2 separate regions of the Mus musculus genome follow, and region 1 is linked to region 2. A link is a contact called in public HiChIP or PLAC-seq data. All regions are on one chromosome and are shown on one strand. Each heading gives the region's core, a stretch centred on a gene start, on an enhancer-like site or on the middle of the called end of the contact. The rest is flanking DNA. Distances are from core to core; before and after follow the strand shown.

What was found. HiChIP or PLAC-seq counts read pairs in DNA pulled down with a chosen protein or histone mark.
Region 1: an H3K4me3 HiChIP or PLAC-seq map of craniofacial prominence shows a contact between it and region 2, with 2.9 times the contacts expected there. The contact joins the enhancer-like site here to the promoter of Myf5 in region 2. A contact is called at or near these places in 11 of 39 promoter capture datasets (cranial neural crest, embryonic stem cells, epiblast stem cells and 5 more), 1 of 15 datasets of contacts at CTCF or cohesin (the NIH/3T3 cell line), 1 of 484 Hi-C or Micro-C datasets (muscle stem cells), 3 of 115 datasets of contacts at active chromatin or transcription factors (craniofacial prominence and embryonic stem cells) and 1 of 9 other capture datasets (embryonic stem cells).

The regions. Positions count from the first base shown.
Region 1 is chr10:107,750,099-107,755,890 of GRCm38.p6, reverse strand. No RefSeq gene overlaps it. Among named protein-coding and RNA genes, the nearest start is that of Ptprq, 33 kb to the right of the region's middle. Within about 2 kb of position 3,295, at least 36 of the 459 cell types and tissues checked have an H3K27ac peak or open chromatin away from gene starts, as enhancers often do. A contact at or near this core is called in craniofacial prominence and neural stem cells, where this site is marked.
Region 2 is chr10:107,483,809-107,489,882 of GRCm38.p6, reverse strand. Myf5 (myogenic factor 5) reads left to right here and starts at 3,749. Exons shown (of 3, transcript NM_008656.5): 1 at 3,749-4,452; 2 at 5,162-5,237; 3 at 5,673-6,074. The coding sequence starts at 3,952. The coding sequence ends at 5,863.

The DNA of each region.
Region 1 (5,792 bases), core at 2,046-4,545, 270 kb before region 2:
CTTCCCAGTTCCCACAAACTCCCATCTCCTCTCTCCTCCCCCTAGTTCTATGAGGGTGCTCCCCCACCCACCCACCCACTCCTGCCTTAGCGCCCTGCCCTAGCATTCTCCTACCCTGGGTCATCAAGCTTCCACAGGACCATGAGGCTCCTCTCCCATTGATGCCAGATAAGGTAATCCTCTGCTACATATGCAGCTGGAGCCACGGGTCCCTACATGTGTACCCTTTGGTTGGTGTAAGTCACTGGAAGCTTTGGAGGGGGGAGGGTCTAGTTGGTTGATATTGTCATTCTTCCTATGGGATTGCAAACCCCTTCAGCTCCTTCAGTCCTTCCCCTAACTCCTCCATTGTGGTCCTGCTCATGTATTTTCACAAGAGCTGAAATATACTTGCCATATGGTATTTGTATTGGCTGCTTTTATGTTGCTATAACACCATGACCCAAAGTGACTTATGGAAGAAGTCCTTTATTTTGACTCCTGGAAGAATTGCTTTACTTTGGCATCTGGTTTCAGGGCAGTAGAGTCCATTATGGATAGAAAGCTCTCGGCAGCAAGTGGTAGGGATGGAGGCAGGAGCAGGAACCTGAGCGATCACTTCCTCAACCACAAACACAGGACAGACAGAGAAGAGACTGGAAGTGGGGTGTGGTGAGAAACCCATGAAATCTGCCCCCAGTGACACAGGACATTCAACAAGGTTGTACCACCTGAGGTTCCCCAAGCAGCACCATCCACCGAGGGCCATTATTTAGATACATGAGACTATGGGGACATTTCCCATTCAAACCACCACAGCATTCTGTTAGAAATGAATATCCTAATATATTTAACCCACGTCTTGAGAGATACATTTCTATTGGTTTCCCTCTTAAAGTCCTTAAGGGTGAAGTGGAATTAAAGACTCAGTTGGCACCAACTCATGGATGCTCCTGGTCATCTCACCATTTGCCTTCCACGTACTACGTTTAAATCAAAGCTTTTCTCAACAAACACTGTTTAAGAGTTTGTTTCCTTCATCCTTCATCACCTCCCTGTGCTCCTATTAGGCAGGAGCAGATAAGCTAATTCACATGATAAACAAAAGATATCTGTTTATAGTGGCATAAGAGATCCAAGTTTGCCAGTGAACTCAACCTGGTTATGGGTTCACTTTAATTTTCTTTTGTCTAATTTTCTTTATTTTCTCACATGGTAATTCCATAGCGTCCTATAGAGATACAGCCTGGGAAACATTAACTTAATACCTGTCTCATTTTTAATCTTTAAGGCTCTTTTTTTTTTTTTAAATTAAAACAGTCTGGTAAACATGTTTATTTTAATAGATGAATTCAAATTAATTACTGATTTATTCAATTTGTTTACACTGAAAAGGAGAAAAGACTGTTTCAGTATCTTGGGGCTGTAGTTCCCAGCAGGAGAAAAGAAGCTCTTAATAGAAGTTAAAAGGCTTTTGAGTCTTTGTGGAAAATTATCATGCAAAGCCTTAAGATATTCACATTACACAGAGAATAGCAGTAAAGCTTTGAAGCCTAGGTATCATCAAAAAATACTTCGAAATGATTTGTGGTTATGATATGCAGATTCAATAACTGTGTAAATATTGAGTAAGTGTCAATGACTGGAATAGATTCACACACATGTTAATATCCTAAGACAACTGTCACTGTCAAGGGCTATGCACTTTGACTGCTATGTTTGATGGTTATTGCTTCTCTAAAGTGCAAGGGAATATTGAAGACTTTTGCCTGTTGATTAGCAAAGCCACTGACTCGTTTCAGCATGATAATGATCACTTATTGAAAATGTTACAATTTGCTGAACAAATGGATACAAAAAAGAATGGAGAACAGGAGTGTGCAGGTGATCAAAACACGGTGTACATGTGTGAAATTCTAAAGAATAAATAGGAAACGTTACTTAGATCACTTGACGGCGTCCAAATTTGCTTATAGCCATCAGAACCAAAATACCAATTTGATAGCAATGAAGTGTTCTCATAGCATGGGACTTTAACACCATTTGCTTTTTTGAAGACTGAAAAGGGTGCAGAGCACCCTCTGTCCAGCCAGGAATGAAGCAACCTGAGTATGGCTCTTTTGTAAAGCTGCCTGATTTCAGATCATTTTTGCTGTCTCAGGGCTCCCAGTCTAGGTACAGACATAAACAAATAAAAAGGTCAGCATTTACCCTACCGCAGAACAATGTTCTAGAAAGCAGAAGTTCAGAAGTTGGTGGTCTGTTACCCTTAGTGAGTGACGTGTCAGGGCTCCACTATAGAAGATTGAAGTTGAGCAGTGATTGCGATGAAAATTGGGGAAATTGAAATCAAGGCAGGTAACAGGAGGAGGAGGAGGAGGAGGAGGAGAAGGAAGAAGGAAGGAAGAAGGAAGAAGGAAGGAAGAAGGAAGAAGGAAGAAGAAGAAGAAAAGAAGAAGAAGAAGAAGAAGAAGAAGAAGAAGAAGAAGAAGAAGAAGAAGAAGAAGAAGAAGAAAAGAAGAAGAAGAAGAAGAAGAAGAAGAAGAAGAAGAAGAAGAAGAAGAAGAAGAAGAAGAAGAAGAAGAAGAAGAAGAAGAAGAAAAAAGTAGTTGTTAAAATCTTGCCAAAATGCTGTAGGGGAAAACACGTGTGCATGCCACTTCTCAACCATGCTAAAAAAAGACAATGGCTCCATACTGTTAGGTCCCAAACCCCAAATGGCAACAGAGCTGACATTATTGCAGATGACAGGTTGGGACCAGCTCAGGGTGGATGGACTCTGACCCGATAAACTTAACTTGGCATTCCTAAGAAACCTTGTAAAATGGGTTTCTGTTTGCCAGGGAAAGCAATTGCCTTTATATCTGCCCTATGCCCACTATCTCTGCAAAGGGCGTCTAGTTCTCTACTAACTCAAACAAACTTGCAACCAATCAAAGGCCCACACTACGCCCTCTTCCTCTCCTTCCTCTCGTGGCAACATAGCCCCTAACAACTGCCAAGATTCTCCCACCATTCTTGCCGGGGAGGTAGCATGGCAGTTTTGAATTGCCCCAAATAACTTTCTTTCCACTCATGGGGCTGTCTGATTCGGTGATTTTACTGCTCCCTTGCTTACACCTACAAAGCCACCTGTATAAAATTAACTGTAAGCTAGGCTACGCGATCTGTTTCTTTTTTCAACTTCTATAAGATGACAGGCTCTCACTTGTAATGTCCTTCATCGCCTCCGCTTCCCTCCCCTTGTGAGTACTGAACACAATTCCACTGGGATGTTTGGGGACTTGCCTCCCACTCCTCCCCCAGCAGTTTCTTGTCTCCATGGAGACTTTTCACTCAAACGGGAGACAGCGTTGTGGGCGGGGAAAGCATAATAACTAGGGAAGAGCCAGAGCTCTGAGAGCAGGAGGAAGGGGCAGGAGGGTTGGGGGGGGGGGTGGGGTGGCGGGTAGGTGGGACCTGGATTGTGCTTTGTGCATGGTGCAGACCTGGAACTTCCTCTGCACAGGGTCAGGGTCAGGGTAGACGAGGGGTCTCAAGGCTGCAAGCATTTCAGGTGTGCAAGCCTTGTGCTTTGACTAGCTAATCCTTCAGCCCTTTCCTTCCTGCTTGAAGGGTTCCTGTCCACCTTGGCATCAATACATGGAAATTCCTAGTCATCTCACCGTTTGCCTTCCACTCAGGACATTTAGAAAAACTGTACTTGAAAAGAACCAGTCTGTCTCTATCCACTAGAGGGGTAAACACTGTGACTTACAGATAATCAGAGTGTGCACCGTAAGGGACAGCAAGCTGTTTGCACTCCAGCGTTCCACAACTTGTAGCATATGTAGTGAACATTCTAATTTACACAGAGACTTGGGGACGGATAAGCAGAGAACAAAACTCTTACATCAGTTGGCCAGTTAAGTGAGACGTGTGAAAGCTTTGCGGTTTTGTGGAAGGGCTTGAGGATTTGATGGTTAGCTGTTTCTTTTTAACTGGCTGTGTGTTTTCTCTAAGGCAAACACCTGCTTCATAGTAACCAAAGAGGATTTTGTAGGAAGAAACTTGCTTTAGGGTGCTGATTTGAATGGATTCTGTGGACCTGTTTTTAACCAAAGGGCATTTGCAATTTGAGAAATAAGAATGTGAAGCTCAGCCTCTCTCTCTCTCTCTCTCTCTCTCTCTCTCTCTCTCTCTCTCTCTCTCCCTCCCTCCCTCCCTCCCTCCCTCCCTCCCTCCCTCCCCCTCTTTCTTCTTCTTCTTCTTCTTCTTCTTCTTCTTCTTCTTCTTCTTCTTCTTCTTCTTCTTCTTCTTCTTCTTCTTCTTTTCTTCTTCTTCTTCTTCTTCTTCTTCTTCTTCTTCTTCTTCTTCTTCTTCTTCTTCTTCTTCTTCTTCTTCTTCTTCTTCTTCTTCTTTCTTCCCTTTCCCTCTTTCTTTCTTTCTTTCTTTCTTTCTTTCTTCCTTTCTTTCTTTCTTTCTTTTGACTTTGACACAGGGTCTTATTTTACAGCTGATAGTTCAGGTGGACATTTTTTTAAAAAGAGCATCTAACATGAAAGATCGCTTGCCACACAAGCTCTTGGATGAAAATATTTTTAGAGTAAATTGAGTTGAAATTATCCTTACATGTTTTTTCTACCTAAATTTCAATTTTATCAACAGCATTTGAAATATTTTTCATAATGATGGTGTCACTTTAAAATGTGAGGGATCACCTCCAATGCAGGAGCAGTGTGTAGGTGTTCTCATCGTTCATCTAGTGAGGTTAAATAGTTTTGCACAATGAGATGTAATTTTGTGTACTTGCCTGGTAATTCATTTTATTTCTAACACTTTCTTCATATTCAATTAAAATGATTTCTAGAAGCAAATTATTTTCCTATTTGTTGGAAAGTACTGAAGCTTCCAATTTTATTAGATAGAGAGCATTATGTATCGGGTACTTATTAATGTCTCCACATTCTCCTGGATGAGCAATCTATCTAAATGGAAAAGACAGAATATTGAACTAACACACTCTCTCTCTCTCTCTCTCTCTCTCTCTCTCTCTCTGACACACTCTCTCTCTCTCATGCACGCACACACAGGTTAAAGATGTCAAATACTTTAGTTTCAAAGCTAAATATATGCGTGTTTGATTAAACTAAGCATACTTGACTTTCCAGGTAGTGAATCAATTATCATACTGCTCTGGTGACACTCTGTTATCAAGGATGAGACATTTTGTAGTGTGTCTCTGTGACAGTAATTAACTAACAGTCAAGATGCAATTGACTTGAGTCTATCATTTGGGAAAACAGGGGATGCACTAAAGGGGAATAGTAATATCAGGGTGAATTCATAAGAATGGTTTCCTGTGTTAGGTATCACACCTATGTGAGCATGTAAATGGCACATGTCTCCACTCCTTACTAGTATGGGATTTGTAAGCAGGGAAGAGATCATAATTTGGTAAAGGGCATAGCAGATGAAGCATTTCAAGGTTGGTTGTTGGACTGTGATAAATAGGGGTTTGTGTCTGTGGAGACTCAACCCAACAATGCTGTGAGACTTGCTTCTCAAGTCTTTGATGCTCAAGTTACTAATATAAAAAATAACGTGGAATTTGCATATACCCTGTATGTATACTGTTATATACTTTAAATTAGGTCTAGATATTTAGAATATCTAATACAGTATAAATGTTACACAGTACTGCATTGCTTAAGGAACAAAACAACTTTTCCCAAATACTTTTGATCTGAGACTTATTGGGCCCACAAATATGGAACCTAGGGATCTAGAGGGCTGACTGAGTGTCAGTCTCTTGAAACTGAAATCTTTTTATC
Region 2 (6,074 bases), core at 2,500-4,999:
GAGAGAGAGAGAGAGAGAGAGAGAGAGAGAGAGAGAGAGAGTAGGACAGAAATTCAGGGACTCTTAACAACTCTTAGGAGGGCAGGAAAAATCAGGAAGATGACAGTCACACAGTCACTTTTAAAATTATAAAGACATCCCTCTACCATTTATATTCTTCCTTTGGAAACATTTAACTGCTTTTTTTCATTTGGTTCTCATATCACCACATAGAGATTCCAAAAGCACTTAATTTTAAACATTATATTAATTTCATTGTCTGATCATGAGTAAACACTTACACCATGATATTTCTGTCCACAGAAGCCACCAGTTACTTCCACACACTAATGAAATACTTTCAAAGATGATCCTTGGTCCTGGTGGGTTCTGTCTGCAGAAAGAAAGTGTTTTGCAAACCTAACTCTGAGTCATTCTGTAGGATGAGAGGTCCCTACAAAGGTAGGGTGGAAGACACAGGCTACTTCTCTCCTCCTCTCCAGGCTGCTAAATGTCCTTACATAGTCCTTTGATCTCTCTTGGGAGTCTTCGGATTCTAGAGGAGGCCAATGTCTTCCTCAGCTGTCTGGTCCACAAATTCTTCTCACTGCTCTGGCAGGTACTAATGTGTTTACATAGGTGTGCCCAGCTTCCAGAGCTGATAACAATTTAAAATTGTTTAGCACATTGGGATATCCTCTACAACACAGAGAAGCAGAGTTCTGCAGGTAGGGGCAGAAGTGAAGAGAAAGGATTCCACTGTGTATTCGAATATGCGAATATGCGTGTGAGCCTTTCTCATCTCAAGAGCCAGTTTACTTCCCTTTTTCCAGTCTACCTCAGGTTTTTTACCCCCCCCCCACCCCTCTCGTTTTTTTAGCTGTGGCAATGGCTTAAAACTTGTCTCATTTTTTATTCTTGTGGTCTGAGACCCGATTTTCAGCACTTGCGTCCCAAAGGGCCCTCCACACGGACCCCTTCAGCCGTGCTCATTAAGCGGCCCGCGCTTGTGTTTTCCCTGCGTCTTTAGTTCCACTCAGCCTGCTGCTCTCTGGTAAATTTGTTTTGAGATCACCTTACCAAAGACAGCCCTAACCTCTGAGCACTCCTGCTACTGACAAGGGGCCCCCTGAGTGACAGCAGCTTCCCAGTGCAAGAGCCCAGAGAAAAGACACCAGTTTGTAAGCTTTTCTGTTTGGTGAGTCAAGGAAGCCCTCATCCCACCCCTGAACACTGAGTATGAAGCAAGCAGGATCACTTCCAGGGGCTCCGAGCCATTTCTAAAAACAGGGAGATTACTTCAAATCCTGTGTGGACAAGGGTAAATTACTCAGCCCTAGCGTTAAAGTTTACCTAAAACAAACAAACAAACAAACAAACAAAATGGAATCCTTTCAAGTACCAAGTTACTCTGTGAAGATGGTGAGGAACAATAAATCAACCGTGCAGGGCAGATTCGAGGCAGTAGCTATTAGGTACACACAACAGTAAGAGGCTGACTGGGAAACAGTCGGAAGGTCACTCGGCAGCATGGAACTGCTTCCACTTCCACCTTAAGGACCACGTTTGCATCTCCATCACTGGTCTGTTTTAGTTACCCCAAATATGAGACAGAGGTAAGGAAGGTGAAGAGGAAAGATGGGAAGGAGGAAGGGAAGGGGGAAAAAAGAAAGGGATGGAGAGGTGGAGAAGGAAGGAGAGGAGAAACAAAGAGAGAAGGAGCAAGAGGAAGACTATGGTTTTATGTAGAGAAGTTGCTGACCATATCCTCTCTATGAATTTTGCTGTGAATCTGAGGCTGAGAATATCTACCTCTCCAAAACAGCGTCACAGAGGTTCCATGTGTGCTATTTGCTCAATCAGATGCATCCACGGGAGCCTTGTCTTCAGGAGTACGCGTGTGTGTGTGTGTGTGTGTGTGTGTGTGTGTGTGTGTGTGTGTGTGTGTTTAAATCTAGTGTTGTCCCAATATTGTATTCATTTCAAAGGCAGACATTTTTAATCCGGTCCCAATAGGGGTACAGTTGGATTTTTCATTGGCCAATTGATTAAATAGCCCCTCAGTGTGAGACCCACCAGACCTGATTTACAGAAGAAATCTGTCTTCAAGATTACAGGACAGGGTAGAGGGAACAGAGACAGACACAGCTAGCAAGTGCAGTGATTGGCACCTTCTGGTCCCTTCCTTAAAGTCCTTGCCTTCACAGACAGTTATAATGTATCTGGCCCCGATAGATACCAGATCTGTCAGACTTGGCTGCTTTAGAAAAGTCACTCTGAGTCATCGTCGTCGTCATCACCATCATCATCATCACCACTAAAAGGCAGTGTAACACATACACACACACACATACACACACACACACACACACACACACACACACACACACATATACACACACATACAAAGGGTCACTTTGAATCCACAACACTTACTTAATTGGATGACACTCCCAAGTGTGAACAGTCCATTTTTACAACGGGGCTACAAAAAAGAGGTTTAAAGCTCTCAGAGAATTTGTGTTGACCGTAAGTAATGGTGTTTCTTGGATATGAATAACATCTCCCCTCTCACGTGATCTGAAAGCGGATCAACAGTGGAGAAGAAATCATAAAAGCTGAGGAATAGGCTGAATATATATATATATATATATATATATATATATATATATATATATATATATATGAATGAATGGCAGTTTTCCCCTTTGTCTTCAGTTGACAAAAGTTTCAAAGACCTGTCTGCAAATGGCATTTCTGAAAGGCTTTTGTCACCAAAGTGTGTGAAGCCACTCTTTTAAGAGGAGTTGGAAATTTTACACTAGCCCAGGATCTCTCTTAGCTGGCAGCTGGGACCCATCTGTAACGGTGTTAGCTGGCCTGAAAAGCAGAAAATTAGCGACCCCGAGAAGCCTTGGCTGGCTGTTTAGTCTGTAGACACGGTAGGGCGGAGCAGCAGACTCTGGAGAAAAGAAACCCCAAGCTGGACGGGGAGCTTTCTGTGAGAAACTGGACCGCTGCCGGTGACCGTCCTCCTCAGGCGTGGGAATCTCCCAGTGCAGGTATTAGCCTAGGTCTGATGCAGAGGAAGAGGCAACAGACACGTGTGCTGGGAAGGATGGAAGCTCGGAGGGGAAGGATGCGGGGGAAGGTCACCTGGTCCACTTCCTTTTCAGGGCAGCAGAAGAAACGTGTGACCCTCTGACAGAGCCAGACCTCAGAAAGGAAGCTCAGCTACTGTCATCCCCATGAGATGACCATCTCTCTCATCAGAACTTTACTTCTTTGGTCTTTGTCAAACAGGTTTTGAAACACCAAGCTCTCTAGGTTCATGCCATCCATGAAAATGCCACCTCACTATTTTACCAACTGTTACCAGTACACAAACTGACTCAATCTTTTGGTAAAGTTCATGAAAATGAGAAGCAAGCACCGGAGATCCGTGCGTTAAGAATCCAGAAGCTAGGTTCCCTTTGGTGTTAGACGGAAATACGGAACTTTAATGTCTTGCTACCGTGCTGCTGCTGCTGATTATGTTAAAGTGTGATCAATTTCAAGAAGCCAACCCCAACCCCTTTAAGTGATCCCTAGGTTTAGTTTATCCAGAAGGCCACCGAGCAGGTTAGGCTGCAGTAAAATCATTAGCGTCAAAGGGACCAGTAAACTGCAAAGTGTCTCTAGAAGAAAGACAAGAGGCTTGCCCAGACAGCCCCTGTGGGGGGTTGTGGTGGGATATGCTAATAACGCCCAGCTACAGGGACCAACCTCCCTTCCCATCCCCCAGGAATATATAAAGAGCCCCAACCTCAGCCACTGACCGACCCTGGCCAACAGGCATCTGTCCTTGTTAATTACAGAGAGACAGTCCCAAACTCCGGGAGCTCCGCCTGGATTTGCTGGCCTGCAGCAGCCAGGGACTGGCGTGTCTCCCTCTCTGCTGAATCCAGGTATTCCCACCTGCTTCTCTGAAGGATGGACATGACGGACGGCTGCCAGTTCTCCCCTTCTGAGTACTTCTATGAAGGCTCCTGTATCCCCTCACCAGAGGATGAGTTTGGGGACCAGTTTGAGCCAAGAGTAGCAGCCTTCGGAGCACACAAAGCTGAGCTGCAGGGCTCAGACGATGAGGAGCACGTGCGTGCACCTACCGGCCACCACCAGGCTGGCCACTGCCTCATGTGGGCCTGCAAAGCTTGCAAGAGGAAGTCCACTACCATGGATCGGCGCAAGGCCGCCACCATGCGCGAGCGTAGACGCCTGAAGAAGGTCAACCAAGCTTTCGAGACGCTCAAGAGGTGCACCACCACCAACCCTAACCAGAGACTCCCCAAGGTGGAGATCCTCAGGAATGCCATCCGCTACATTGAGAGCCTCCAGGAGCTGCTGAGGGAACAGGTGGAGAACTATTACAGCCTGCCGGGACAGAGCTGCTCTGAGCCCACCAGCCCCACCTCCAACTGCTCTGACGGCATGGTAAGCCTCGCTTTTACCATAGTCTTTGTGAAAAGTCCTGGTACCTCTTCTAAACCAGTGGGACCATTGCTTTAAGAGCCGTGTTCACAGAAAGATTTAAAAAACAAAAACGAAAACTGTCCTACAGGATTTTAGTTTGATTTCCTAGCTGTTTGCAGATGCATGGAGATGGCAGTAAAAGCTTGGCTTGCCTTTAAGTGACTAACAAAGTATTTTCTCTGTTATTTCTTACTTAGAGCAGCCACCCAGTGTATATAGCTCAGTAACTAATTAGAAAGCATCCCAACTTCATTCCAATTCCTGCTCTGAGGCCAGGCTGGAAGGCAATGTTGATACACTGTTTTCAGAGGGCTGTGGTGTTGGCAGGTTTCTAATGTGTTTTTGCCCTGGGAAAGCATTCTCTCCCCGAATTAGTGTGGCTTCCTTCTACCGCAATCCATTTTGCATGGTTAACCCAGGGCGCATTGCTGCGGGGTTTCTCTGACTTGTTTTCTCTTTGCTTCTGTTTTCCTCTTCTCCCAGCCCCGAGACTGACCTTGGTGCCCTGGAGATTTGGAGACATCAGCCCCTTCCTAGATCAGTGCTGCCGGGGAGGGAACTAAGACCGTTCGGTTTCCTGAGTTAGGGGGCTGGTATGATCTCACCCTAGGTCTGTGCGTCTTTTTGGCCAAGGCTTAAAAATATATTTCTGTGCGTTTTGTGTTAACAGCCTGAATGTAACAGCCCTGTCTGGTCCCGAAAGAACAGCAGCTTTGACAGCATCTACTGTCCTGATGTATCAAATGGTAAGAACTGATAACTTCAGACACCTTTAAAGATCTGTTCAGTCTCGTAATTCAGTCATGGCAGTCTGTCCTTCAAAGTAGTATTTAGAACAGGTATATAAACGATGGCTGTTGTGGGGGAGGCTAAGGACCGTTTTGTGCTCCAGATTACCCTGACAGACAGACAGACAGACCAGCATACACGCATGCACGTGCATGCATCCCCCCCCCCCCCACACACACACACTCACTTTTGCTTGAAATATTACCAGGGGTCTTCCACACCTCTACCCTGGGGAATTGCTAGATATTTACTGCAAAGTTTTACATCAGTCCCTCTGTGATCACCTGACCTATGCGGTCAAAGGTGCTGACCCCGGGTTTAAAGGGCACCACAAGCAAGCCTGTCTGCGTGGGGATGGTTTTCTGAAAGCACTTTTCTCCTTGGGCTGTTAGCATGTGCTGCAGATAAAAGCTCCGTGTCCAGCTTGGATTGCTTGTCCAGCATTGTGGATCGGATCACGTCTACAGAGCCATCCGAGCTGGCTCTTCAGGACACAGCTTCCCTCTCTCCAGCGACCAGCGCCAACTCACAGCCTGCTACCCCGGGACCCTCCAGCTCCAGACTTATCTATCACGTATTATGAACTCTCTCCCGATGATCACTCCTGCTAGGAGGGCGTCCTTCATGGAGGAAAAGAAGCCCTGAAGCTGAAGGAAAGACAAGCTGGGCAGAATACGTGCTTTTCGGTTGTAAATACTGTCTTGCCACTTTATGAGAAAATAGATTTAACTGAAAGTCACATTTGCAATAATGGATTCTCCTCTGCCTGTTCTTTTTGCTTTCGGTTTTTTTTT